Regions from separate parts of the Mus musculus genome. Here region 1 is linked to region 2. The links are chromatin contacts, called in public promoter capture Hi-C maps. All regions are on one chromosome and are shown on one strand. The core of a region is the stretch at or near the end of the contact, and the rest is flanking DNA. Distances in the headings are between cores, read along the strand shown.

What was found. Capture Hi-C pulls out chosen DNA fragments and counts their contacts.
Region 1: a contact with region 2 is called in a promoter capture Hi-C map of adipose tissue.

Annotation. Positions count from the first base shown.
Region 1 is chr15:66,928,441-66,934,239 of GRCm38.p6, reverse strand. Ndrg1 (N-myc downstream regulated gene 1) reads left to right here. Exons shown (of 16, transcript NM_008681.2): 15 at 325-376; 16 at 3,132-4,922. The coding sequence ends at 3,373. Among named protein-coding and RNA genes, the nearest start is that of Ndrg1, 38 kb to the left of the region's middle.
Region 2 is chr15:66,815,326-66,820,501 of GRCm38.p6, reverse strand. The region is part of intron 41 of Tg (thyroglobulin); the gene reads right to left. The region is part of intron 1 of Sla (src-like adaptor); the gene reads left to right. Among named protein-coding and RNA genes, the nearest start is that of Sla, 14 kb to the left of the region's middle.

The DNA.
Region 1 (5,799 bases), core at 2,425-4,924, 110 kb before region 2:
CCCTATATGCAGTTGAGGACACTGTCTGGGGGACTTTTGGGATAGCATTTGAAATGTAAATGAAGAAAATACCTAATTTTTTAAAAAAAAAGAAAGAAAGAAATCTTGGAAGTTATCCATGCCCTTTCAACAATGAGGCAGGTTTAAGCTGGTCAAAACTGATTCTGGTCCCCACGAGCATCCTGGGTTTTTCTTCCACTTCTATGCTTTTCCTGTTTACATGTTGTGGCTCCATCTTGGGCCAGAGCTCTAGCTTACAGGTACAGGTGACCCAGGATGATCTATATCTCCAGCCATTGACTTCACTCTCTCTCTCTCCTACAGCCCGCCAAGCTTGCTGAGGCCTTCAAGTACTTTGTGCAGGGCATGGGATACAGTGAGTATAACATCTTGGGCACAGAAAGGTGTTGGGGTGGTAATGTCATAGTCAGTGGGGGCTGGAGAGGGCTCTGTCATCTTGGCTGGCTTCAGCTCTTAAGCACTAGGCAAGTCTAAGAAGGAGTAGTAACAATCACACATGGCTGAATGAGGAATGGATCAGCACCCAGTTTGGTTTTTGTGCTGCATATGTCACACAGCAAACTAAGATGGTGCTAGCCTATCTGTGCAGCGTGTTCTCAGAGGACCTCATCGTGTGTTCAGTCTGATTTTATATCTATATAGATATAAATATACACATATCTATATCTATATAGATATAGATAGAAGAAGTTGCTTCACATCTGACATTTATTTAGCTTTACATGAGAACATTTAAAAACCATTTGATGCAAGAATGAGACAATATTGTTGTTGGCAAGGCTGGTCTTTGAACTCCTAATAGTCCTCTTGCCTCAGTCGCCCAAGTGCTAGGATTACAGACAAGAAGCACTATTCTAGGCTAGGACTATCTCTTTAAACACCACCATTGCCAACAATAACAACAAAAAACCACAAACCCAACAACAACCAAAACAATGACCAGCAGCTGAATAAGGAATGCCCCTAATTTTGATCACATGCTCACTCAGGAGACCAGCAGTTGTAGCAACGATAGAGATGATAACGGTGATGAAGGATTAATAAGGATTTTTGTCTCCTTTAACCATACCATCATAATAATCCTAGAAGGGAGAGGCTAAGCAGGCCGCAAAGAGGTTTGAAGCTGATTGAGCCAGAGCTCTATGTAAGAGGGAGCCCAGAGTGCCTGAGATCGAAGGTAGGGTGCTTCCTTGATAGATCACTTTTTAAAAAAGATCTATTTATTTATTATATGTAAGTACACTGTAGCTGTCTCCAGACACTCCAGAAGAAGGAGTCAGATCTCACTACGGATGGTTGTGAGCCACCACGTGGTTGCTGGAATTTGAACTCAGGTGCTTCAAGAAGAGCAGTCAGTGCTCTTTACCACTGAACCATCTCCCCAGCCATCTTTGCTAGATCATTATATCAAGGAACTGAAGGACTGAGCACCCCGCTGTATCCTGCTTTAAGCTTAGAGTGAGCTTGTCATTCAGGCAGTCCCATAGATCTAGGAGAAAAATAAAAGGGAGAGACACAGACCCAAAGGGTGGGTTGCTGAAACAGAAGGTTCCAGCTCACAGGCTGCCTGCCTGTGATCCTGGGCTCCTAAGACTCGTCCATTGTGTGTCTGGTGTCATGGGAAGCTGTCATTTCCTGGTGAGGTCATCAGGACTCAGAGATTTGGGTGGAGAAATCGAGACGCAGGAACAAACATAGGGGTCACAGATGTGCCCTGACCCTACCTCTTTCTGAATTAAAAACAGGCTGTTCTGAGATGGTATACTTCTGTTGTCTCAGCATTTGGAATGAAGAAGTGGAAGGATAGTGAATTCAAGGTCTTCCCAGCTACACAGAGAGTTTAAGGCCAGCCTGGGATAAATGGAGCTTTGCTCAAAACCAAAAACTAATGGATAAAAACAACAACCAGGAAGAAAAGGAAAGAAAGGAAAAGGAAGGAAAGGAAAGGAAAGGAAAGGAAAGGAAAGAAAGAGGGAAAGAAAGAAAGAGAAGGGGAGAGAGAAAAGAAGGAAGAAAGGAAGAAAGGGAAAGTCAGACAGACAGACAAACCAGGAACAACACTAATTCTTTAAGGAGTGAATTCCACTGAGCAAGGACTAATCCAATTTTGGGTGTCTGATCTAGGGCTGTGCTTCATTGGGGTGTGGCATTAGTCACCCCAATGAGTAACCTAAGAGATCCCCACAAATAAAGCTCTTAAGCGTCAAGAATGCATTTTTCCTACAACTTCAGAGGCTGCAAATCTGAGGTCAAGGTTTGGACAGGGCTGGGCTCACTTTTCAAGGCCCTTTCTTGCCTTCTGGATTCTGCTGACTACATCATAGGCCTTCTGTGGCTTCTGGCTGCATTACACCAATCTCTCCATCCATATGGGGTGGCTCTCTCTTGTTTTCTTTTTAATGATATTGGGCTTTAGATTAGGGATCATTCTAATCCAGAAGGACCTTGTCTTAACTAAATATCTCTAAGTATTCCAAACAAGGTCATATTCTGAAGTTTCAGGTGAGCATGAATTTGGGGGGAGCACTGCCACCCTAGATAGGAGGAGGATTGTCTTGTATCCCATTCTGTCAGTCATCTGCTGTGGTATGCGCAGTTTTGGTCATGCTAAGGTTTGAGAGCTAGCAGGCTTTTGGAAGGCAGACAGATGGCTAACATTTCCTTAGGAACCATGTGGTGAGACCTTGGGGGTTATTCTTGGGATGTGCAGGAACTAACCTTGCTGGCTTCCACATTCTACTGCCTACTGACAGTACATTTAAGAGGAGGTTACACGAAGTCTTCATTTTGCAAATGAAAATGGGAAGGCTTCAAGTGTGATGATCTGGTGGTCACCTAGCTAATAAGCACATAACAAACTGGGGGTCAGACCCAGGTCATGGCTCAGGACTCTTGCCATGTAATTGTTATGTGCCTTTCCCACATATTGGACTTTACTGTCCTCTTTGTGAGTGACACAGAAGGTAGATGGCTCACAGGATGAAGACAATAGAGAAGTGGTGTTCAGCTGGGCTCTTACGATTAACTGTCATGGCTGGCAGCCAGGGGTAGAGTCCCACACCTGTAGAGGCTTCCTGTATCCTAACCATATTTGTCTTCTGTGTTCCCAGTGCCTTCTGCCAGCATGACTCGCCTGATGCGGTCCCGCACAGCCTCTGGCTCCAGTGTCACATCCCTGGAGGGCACCCGTAGCCGCTCCCATACCAGCGAGGGCCCCCGAAGCCGCTCGCACACCAGTGAGGGGTCCCGTAGCCGCTCCCATACCAGTGAGGATGCCCGTCTCAACATCACCCCCAACTCGGGTGCCACCGGAAACAATGCCGGGCCCAAGTCCATGGAGGTGTCCTGCTAAGCAATCTGTGCATCAGTCACCCTGGACTGGTGGCCTCTCCCTTAGCCCCCAACCCTTGCCTGCCACCCTACGCTAATGCGGTATTAATCTAAAGCTGCTTTTGTAAGAATGAACTCTGGCGGTGGCAGACCCAGGCTGTTCTGACTGCCTCCTGGGACCAGGGTGGGTGGTGGTGGACCAAAGGCAAGAAGCAGTTCAGCGTACTGTTCTGCTAACAAGTGGCCTGGTGGACCCTCTCTCTACCCTCAGACACCAAACTGCCAAAACTAAGAAATAGATAGCTGTAACACTGCCTGGCTCCAAGCCCAGGCTGATCCAGCATTCTGGTTCATAGGCGTTTTGCCAACCTGCCTACTTCCTGTTTCCTCCCCACTAAACTCATTCCTGGAAACAAACTTCTGTTTTGAAAGGAGAGAGAGAGGCAGGAAAGTTGGGCGCCTTATTTTAAGTAGAGAAACCAAGAAAGGAAGAGAAAAAAAGGCAGGGTCTAGGGCAGGTAGAGGAAAAACACAACAAGTCTACTAGGCTCACTTGAAGGAATTGATTTTAAAGTTCTGGACACTGAAACCCACAACCTGTTTTTCTGGCAACCTTTTAACGTGCAAGAAAAACTGGTAACAAACCCCAGGCTTTATAGAGAAAGTGATCCAGCAAATGTGGGGCATCAGTGATTTAAGACTCTTGCTATGCAGTCTACTGTACCCCGCTCCCATTCCACAGTGAATGAGTGGATGACACCTCTGTCCCTCGGGAAGATGGTTTTGATTTGTTGTTGCATTCTTTGAGGCAGAGGGAGAACCCAGCAGGTGACAGGGGTCCTTGTCTGGGATGAGTCTTTAGGATGGGAAGGGTGGGGATAGAATGGCCCTGGGATTTTGAGGACTCATGGTAGGGCCAAGTGCTAGAACCTGGTGGGTGTGATTTCATTGATCTGGAATCTTGTGTGACTGAGTCACACCTTGTCTCCCATAATTGATGTCTGGCATTGATTTGAAACTTGATAGCTGAATGTCTCTTAACTGGCCCATCGCTGGTTCTTCAGAGAGAACCGTATGTTCTAGTGGGGGAAGGACTGGTTTTGGGTTCTGTACATTCCACGGGAACTTGCTTCCCTCTCCTGCCCCTCCTGCTGACTGGGTTTGTAGCATTGGCCTCTTAAGCAATGCCAGCCTAATGCCCATGCTCCATACTACTGCCTTTTGATTCTTACTGTGGCTAACCTTGAACCTTTCCTATAGGAAATGTGATCAGATCAGAGACACTTGATCGTTGGGAGTCAGCCCTCAAGGCCTGGCGACTTCCAGGATCTTGGAGTTGCTAGAGGAAAAGTAGTTATGCCCTATAGGCGGCATGAGAGACAAGGGATCAGTTTACCTGCCAACTCCTACCGTGGAGGAGGAGTTCCACTGACCTTGTGTAGAAAGATCAGGAATCCAGGCCAGGGTGATTGAATGCTGACAAGAAATCACTGTATATGTCTCTCCAGGGCAGTTTCTTAATAAGATGTTTGTATTTATTTCCAGACCAATAAATTTGTAACTTTGCAGTGGCTTGTGTCTTTTCCTCTCCCTATGAGGGTGGGTGTGGCATTGTGGAGCAGGAAGGGGTGGAACTTTATCCTTGACACCAGAGCCCCTGCTGCGTGCCCCTTACTTTTGGAGTTCTTTGCCACAGAATGACACTGACCAGTAGAAATGGCACTGTCTGTCATATAGGTTTCTAAACTTTCTGGTAGTGATATTGAAGGAAGAAGAATCAGGCGAAAATAAGTTAGGCATCCCTGTAGCCTAATATATCAACTAACATCATTTCTATGCAAGCAGTCAGGCACATCTTTTTCTGCAGTAAGGAATTCAGTGTGCAGGCAGCCTTGCCACACACCAGGCACCTAGTAGCAGGTCACCATAGTGATGAGAGAACACTTTTCAAGCTGGAAGAAGAGGGAAGCATATAGGTTAAAAGTGACTCCTGTTCTCACGTTCCATGGGAGATGTTTGCTTTGTATGTTTGGTATATATGTGTGTTGTATGCATTGTTGCACTTGCGTGTACGTTTCATGGCCTGAGGTTGGCATTGGGTGTCTCTCTCTCTCTGTATTGCTCTCCATTTTACTGTTTTTGAGACAGACACAGCTGCATGTTTGCATACCTGGTGCTACCCAGGGTTAGTTTGTCTGAAGGTACCTCTCCATCTGAAGAATCTATTTCCCACCCGGATGATTGTTTATGGGAGGCCACACAGTAATGGTTGGGAGCCTGTAGAGGGTGAGTGTTGTCTGCTAAGTAACTGCTTCCAAGAAAGTGAGGAGGACAGGGAGAGGAGCTCCTGGGCACCCCAGCATATATGATGACTCTGGCTGGGGACCAAGGTCATCTCACCTCTGAGAGCCCATGCTGTGATGTGGCCCTTGACAACATGCAACAAAG
Region 2 (5,176 bases), core at 737-3,236:
CTGTAGCTTCCAGTTCCTGTTTGAGACATCCTGTTCCCATAGTCTATGTGTTCAGATGGACTTGGCACTTCCATGGCACAGCTCACTTCCTTATCTCATGGTCTGAGCCCAGCTCCCACCAGGATGAGGGCACTGACAGCTTCTGAGCTCCTCACTCAAGCAGATCCTTACTTCAGTTGCTACCCTGGGCAATCCTGCAGTCTCTTGCTAAGGTTATGATGGACTCTACAAGAAGAATATGCATACTTTTGCACCTCCATGTTTGTTCTATCTTTGAAGTATATTTCCTATCATGACCTTCAAATCTGTCAGATGAAAGCAAGTATAAATTATTGTTATTTTGAAGAAATATAGGAAGTGTCTTAGTTAGGGTTTCTATTCCTGCACAAACATCATGACCAAGAAGCAAGTTGGGGAGGAAAGGGTTTATTCAGCTTACAATTCCATACTGCTGTTTATCACCAAGGAAGTCAGGACTGGAACTCAAGCAGGTCAGGAAGCAGGAGCTGATGCAGAGGCCATGGAGGGATGTTCTTTACTGGCTTGCTTCCCCTGGCTTGCTCAGCCTGCTCTCTTATAGAACCAAGACTACCAGCCCAGAGATGGTCCCACCCACAAGGGGCCTTTCCCCTTGATCACTAATTGAGAAAATACCTTACAGTTGGGTCTCATGGAGGCATTTCCTCAATGAAGCTCCTTTCTCTGTGATAACTCCAGCTGTGTCAAGTTGACACAAAACTAGCCAGTACAGGAAGATTATTTGGAAAATGGAATTTCAGGTTGGAAGCTCTTGTGAAATTCTTCTCATAGCACAGCAATTACCTTTTTTCTTTGTTTATTAGTTTCCTCATCTGTTAAATGGGTATATAAGAATGTCACTAGAGAAGCATTGAGAGCATGGGCTATGAGGCCATCAGCCAAAATCCAAGTCCAATCCTCACTGATAAGCTATACAACCTTAGAAAAGCTAAACCTGAAGTCCTGAGGCTTCAGGTTTTTGGTTTAAGTAAGAGTGAGAAAAATACCTTACTTATATATTTGTTAGGAAGAATTTTAAGGCGGCATGAAAGGGCTTCTTATGTGTACCAAGCTTCCTGAAAATAATACCAGTGTTTTCAGATATCCTAAGCAGTAATTCAGAGAATTCTTGTGAAAATCAAATGAAACCACAGGTATAAAAAGATGTAATCTATAAAAAATTCTTCATATAAATATGTACTATTGATATTCCTATTGATGCTCAAACTATAATTTTAAAATGGTAGACTATTCTCTAGTCCAGTGATTCTTAACCTATATGTTGTGATACATTGAGAGCCGAATGATGCTTTCATAGGGCTTGCCTAAGACCAAGACTAAGTCTGTGCTAAGGCTAAGGACTGATATTTACATTATGATTCATAACAGTAACAAGATTACAGTTATGAGATATCAACAAAAATAATTTTATGGTTGGGGGCCACCACAGCATGAGGAACTGTGTAAAATGGTCACAAGTGTTAGGTTGAGAACCGCTGCTCTAGACTAACAGATCAGCATTAGAGTTTCATCTCAGCCAAGGCATTTTCCACAGCCTCCCCTTGCTGGTGCAATTAGTCATGGATCAGTGCATGCTGAGCTGACCCTGACTGATAGTTTTACACCTAACCAGCTGGTTCTGACTGCGTGTCAGTGACTTAAGTAACATCAAAGTCAACTTCAAGCTTGCTTTTCTTCTGACAATAAAATCTTATCATGAGGAAGTGGAGCATCCAGCCATGAGGAGGCATCCTGGGAGAGCATGAGGTGGGGTTTCAGTGAGTGTGATAACAATCTTGCTATGGATCTTAGCCTCATGTTGCACTGTCTGAAATACCCAGAGGTGGCTCGCCAGTTACTTTGGCATGGTTACTCACACGATGAGGGTGCTGGGGCAGAATGGTGCCAAGGTCTTCCTCGGACAGTGTCAGGAAGTTGAGCACAGTGGCCTTATCACCAGCCAGGCAGCCAGCTGTTTCTAGATTCCCAGTATAGGTCTTTGTTGCTGCTGTGAGTTCCTCTATTAGAGGGCTAATTCCGGCAACTTCTGCACAAAGATGCCCCAGGGAATCCAAATCAGCAGAACATGATTAAGGCCTTAAGGTGTTTAGAGATCTTAGGGGAAGGGGCCTTCTTTTCTCTCTGTTTGAAACTCATTCCCTCAGTCTTCTCAGCTCCCTCCTCCCTATGAACATCTACTTGTTCTACACAGACATTGCATCACACTGACTGCTTGTTGTCCCCGCCTCTTGGAACTGATGGTGTCTGCAAGTTAGGATTGCAGAGCTGAAGACTGGTCTCATTAGACACTCTTAAAAAATGCTGTCTGTGAGCCGGGCGTGGTGGCTCACGCCTTTGGTCCCAGCACTTGGGGGCAGAGGCAGGTGGATTTCTGAGTTCGAGGCCAGCCTGGTCTACAAAGTGAGTTCCAGGACAGCCAGAGCTATACAGAGAAACCCTGTCTCAAAAAAAAAAAAAAAAAAAAAAAAAAAAAAAAAAAAGCTGTCTGTGAGGCGCAAAACTCCACAGCATTCCCTTACCATGAATGCCCTACTCATGGGAAGACATTGTAAGAGATTCTTATGATTTCAAAACATTTTCAGACTCCTGCTTAGAAACAATCCAGTTTCTCTTTGGTATCTGTCAGTAATCATCTCCCAAATGGGATACCCACAGATAGTCCACTGAAGCTCCACATGAAGGTTCTAGAGTATGTGTCTATAGATATTATTTAAGAAATGTCACTCTTTCAGTTTCTGTAAGTTATAGGTACATATTTGCTGTGTTATTTATGGAAACAGTTTATGACTATGAATAATACCCTGAGAATAACTTTTTTTTTCTGTAAGTACATGATCAAGAGTTAGGAAGTGACTAGTCAAACAATAAAGAGACACTGGGTAAAAGATGGAAGCCAGGAGGATACCTTCATCCAGGGGTTCTGCTCTATTGATAGAAGGAGGCATGCCAGCAAACCATTTGACCTTAGGTATAGATTACTATGGCAACTGTTGATCTGCAGACAGACACCACCACCATGCCTACCATCCTTCATCCTTACTGATGCCACATGGCATGATCAACAACACCCTGGTGAGTATCCATGAAGTGCCCAGGACAATAGGGATAGTATCAGAAGGAGGGGATGCAGGATTATTTATTAGCCCGTTTAGGTAGATTTGAGAGGGACAGAGAATGAGTCAAAGAGCTAAGATGACTGTCAGTGGCCAGTAATGCCATCACTATCAACTCCAGACAAGACAAGAAATGTAGTCATCCTACAAAAACAGGAATTGAGAAAGAGGTGTGAAGCAAACATCTCATGAGACCCTCAGATGTCTAGCTGTATCAAATTCTGCAACTTTTAAGGATCTCCTACTCAGTCTTGGTCACCAAAGTCTTGCTAGATGCGTTTTCTGGGGTCCCTGTGCACCAGGGCCCCCACCACGTTGTCTTGTCCTGCTTTTCTCTTGTCCCTTCATCCATTCAAGGTTAGCTCAAGAGGGTAGATCAAGTGGCAGCCCTGTCTCCCCATATCTCTGCCATTTGCTACCCCACAGAGGCTCCATCACAACTATTTCAACAGGAAAGACAATGGCGATCAAGCTAACATATCTGGAAGATAGTAAATTACTCATATGGAGCTGAGAACCACCCAGGCTCTGGAGGCACATTAGTGGGATTAATTGAGCAAGGACTGAATAGGATTCTAGTGAGTCTTGGTACTTCTGCAAACCTCCTGAGCAGAAGGGGTCATGGGGAAGAGCTTCTACTTTTTTCTTTTGTTGAGGAACTACAGTCCCAGGAGTCTTCTTGCAAAGACAGTGCTTGATGACACACGCCGGTTTAGAAACGGTTTGCAGTGGGTAAACTCAGATCTTCCCACAGGCTACTTCTCTAACTCTAAGCCAATCCCAAAGCAGAACTAGCACTTCTTGAGGAATGGAACTGTCTACTCGTCTCTACATGGGAAAGACAGGCTAAGAGGAAATAAATACAAATGCTCTTATTCCCCAGGCACAGTCTCTTTCTTCATTCATTCAGTGGATACTTGTGGGTCACCTCTTCAGGGTAGGTTCAGTGGCTCTATGTTAGACTCACCACCTCCTGTGCCATTTATCAGATCCACTATGGTTTTACCAAGGGTTTACAGAAATGGAGGGTTTGATGGTTTTACAGTACACTAGGAAATGCATGTATATTTCCCCATGAGTCCTCACAAGCAAGAAGTATTATATTATGCTCTGTGAGAGACTTGGAAATCTGTACAAGGCCATATAGCCCTGCCTTTAGCTATCTGGCCTCCGTCTCTTGACTTTGACTCCTGTGTTGCAAATACAGCTCCCAAGAGTGTCAAAGAGGGAGTTTTCACTTCTGGTTAGGGGAGCTCTGAGATCTACAGAGAATAGGTGAGCTCTGGTTATACATCTGCAGGAGACAGGATGTCCTCACAGGTAGGAAAAGCATCTAAGTGCATTAGAGCTGCCTAACCAAGTACACTAGTACCTGATTCTTTTCACTCAAGGGATGCTACCTGGTTCTTAAGCTTGGATTTCTCATCATCTATTTTTTTCCAACATTTATATAGAAAGAAGGAAAATAAACCCTGAACTTCCCAGACTTGGGACCTACTGATAGCCTCACATATCTGCCATGAAACACCAAATTGCTTTACAGCATATCTCTCGCTGAGCTTAAAGCCTCCAGGAGAACTAAATTCAAAGAAATGAGCTGTGAATTGTTTCAGTTAGGGGGTTGCCAGTTCCAGCTGGGGATTGTGGCAGCTGACCCATGATAGGGGATCTTGTCCCCTTAGCAACGGTAGAAACCACAGTGCCCTACTTCACTGAGTGATCCTTGGCTCACTTGTGGCTAACAGCTTGCTGTCTCCCTGTGGCAGTTTATCTGTGTAACTGATAGCTAATTAATTTGCAAAGCCCTCTAGAAATCTGACACAGATGGCTTGAGTGTCTTTGTGGACCTAAATTGTGACCTTTTGAGAGGTAGTTGTCATTTGTTAATACAGTTCAGCCTGGCTGACCACAAACTTATCTTGAGGCTTCCTGGAAGGCCAACATCTATCTTTAGCTTTTGTGCTGACTCCAGGCATTAAGGACCTTAAAGGAATCTACACCGTATAGATGAAATCTAGCCCTAT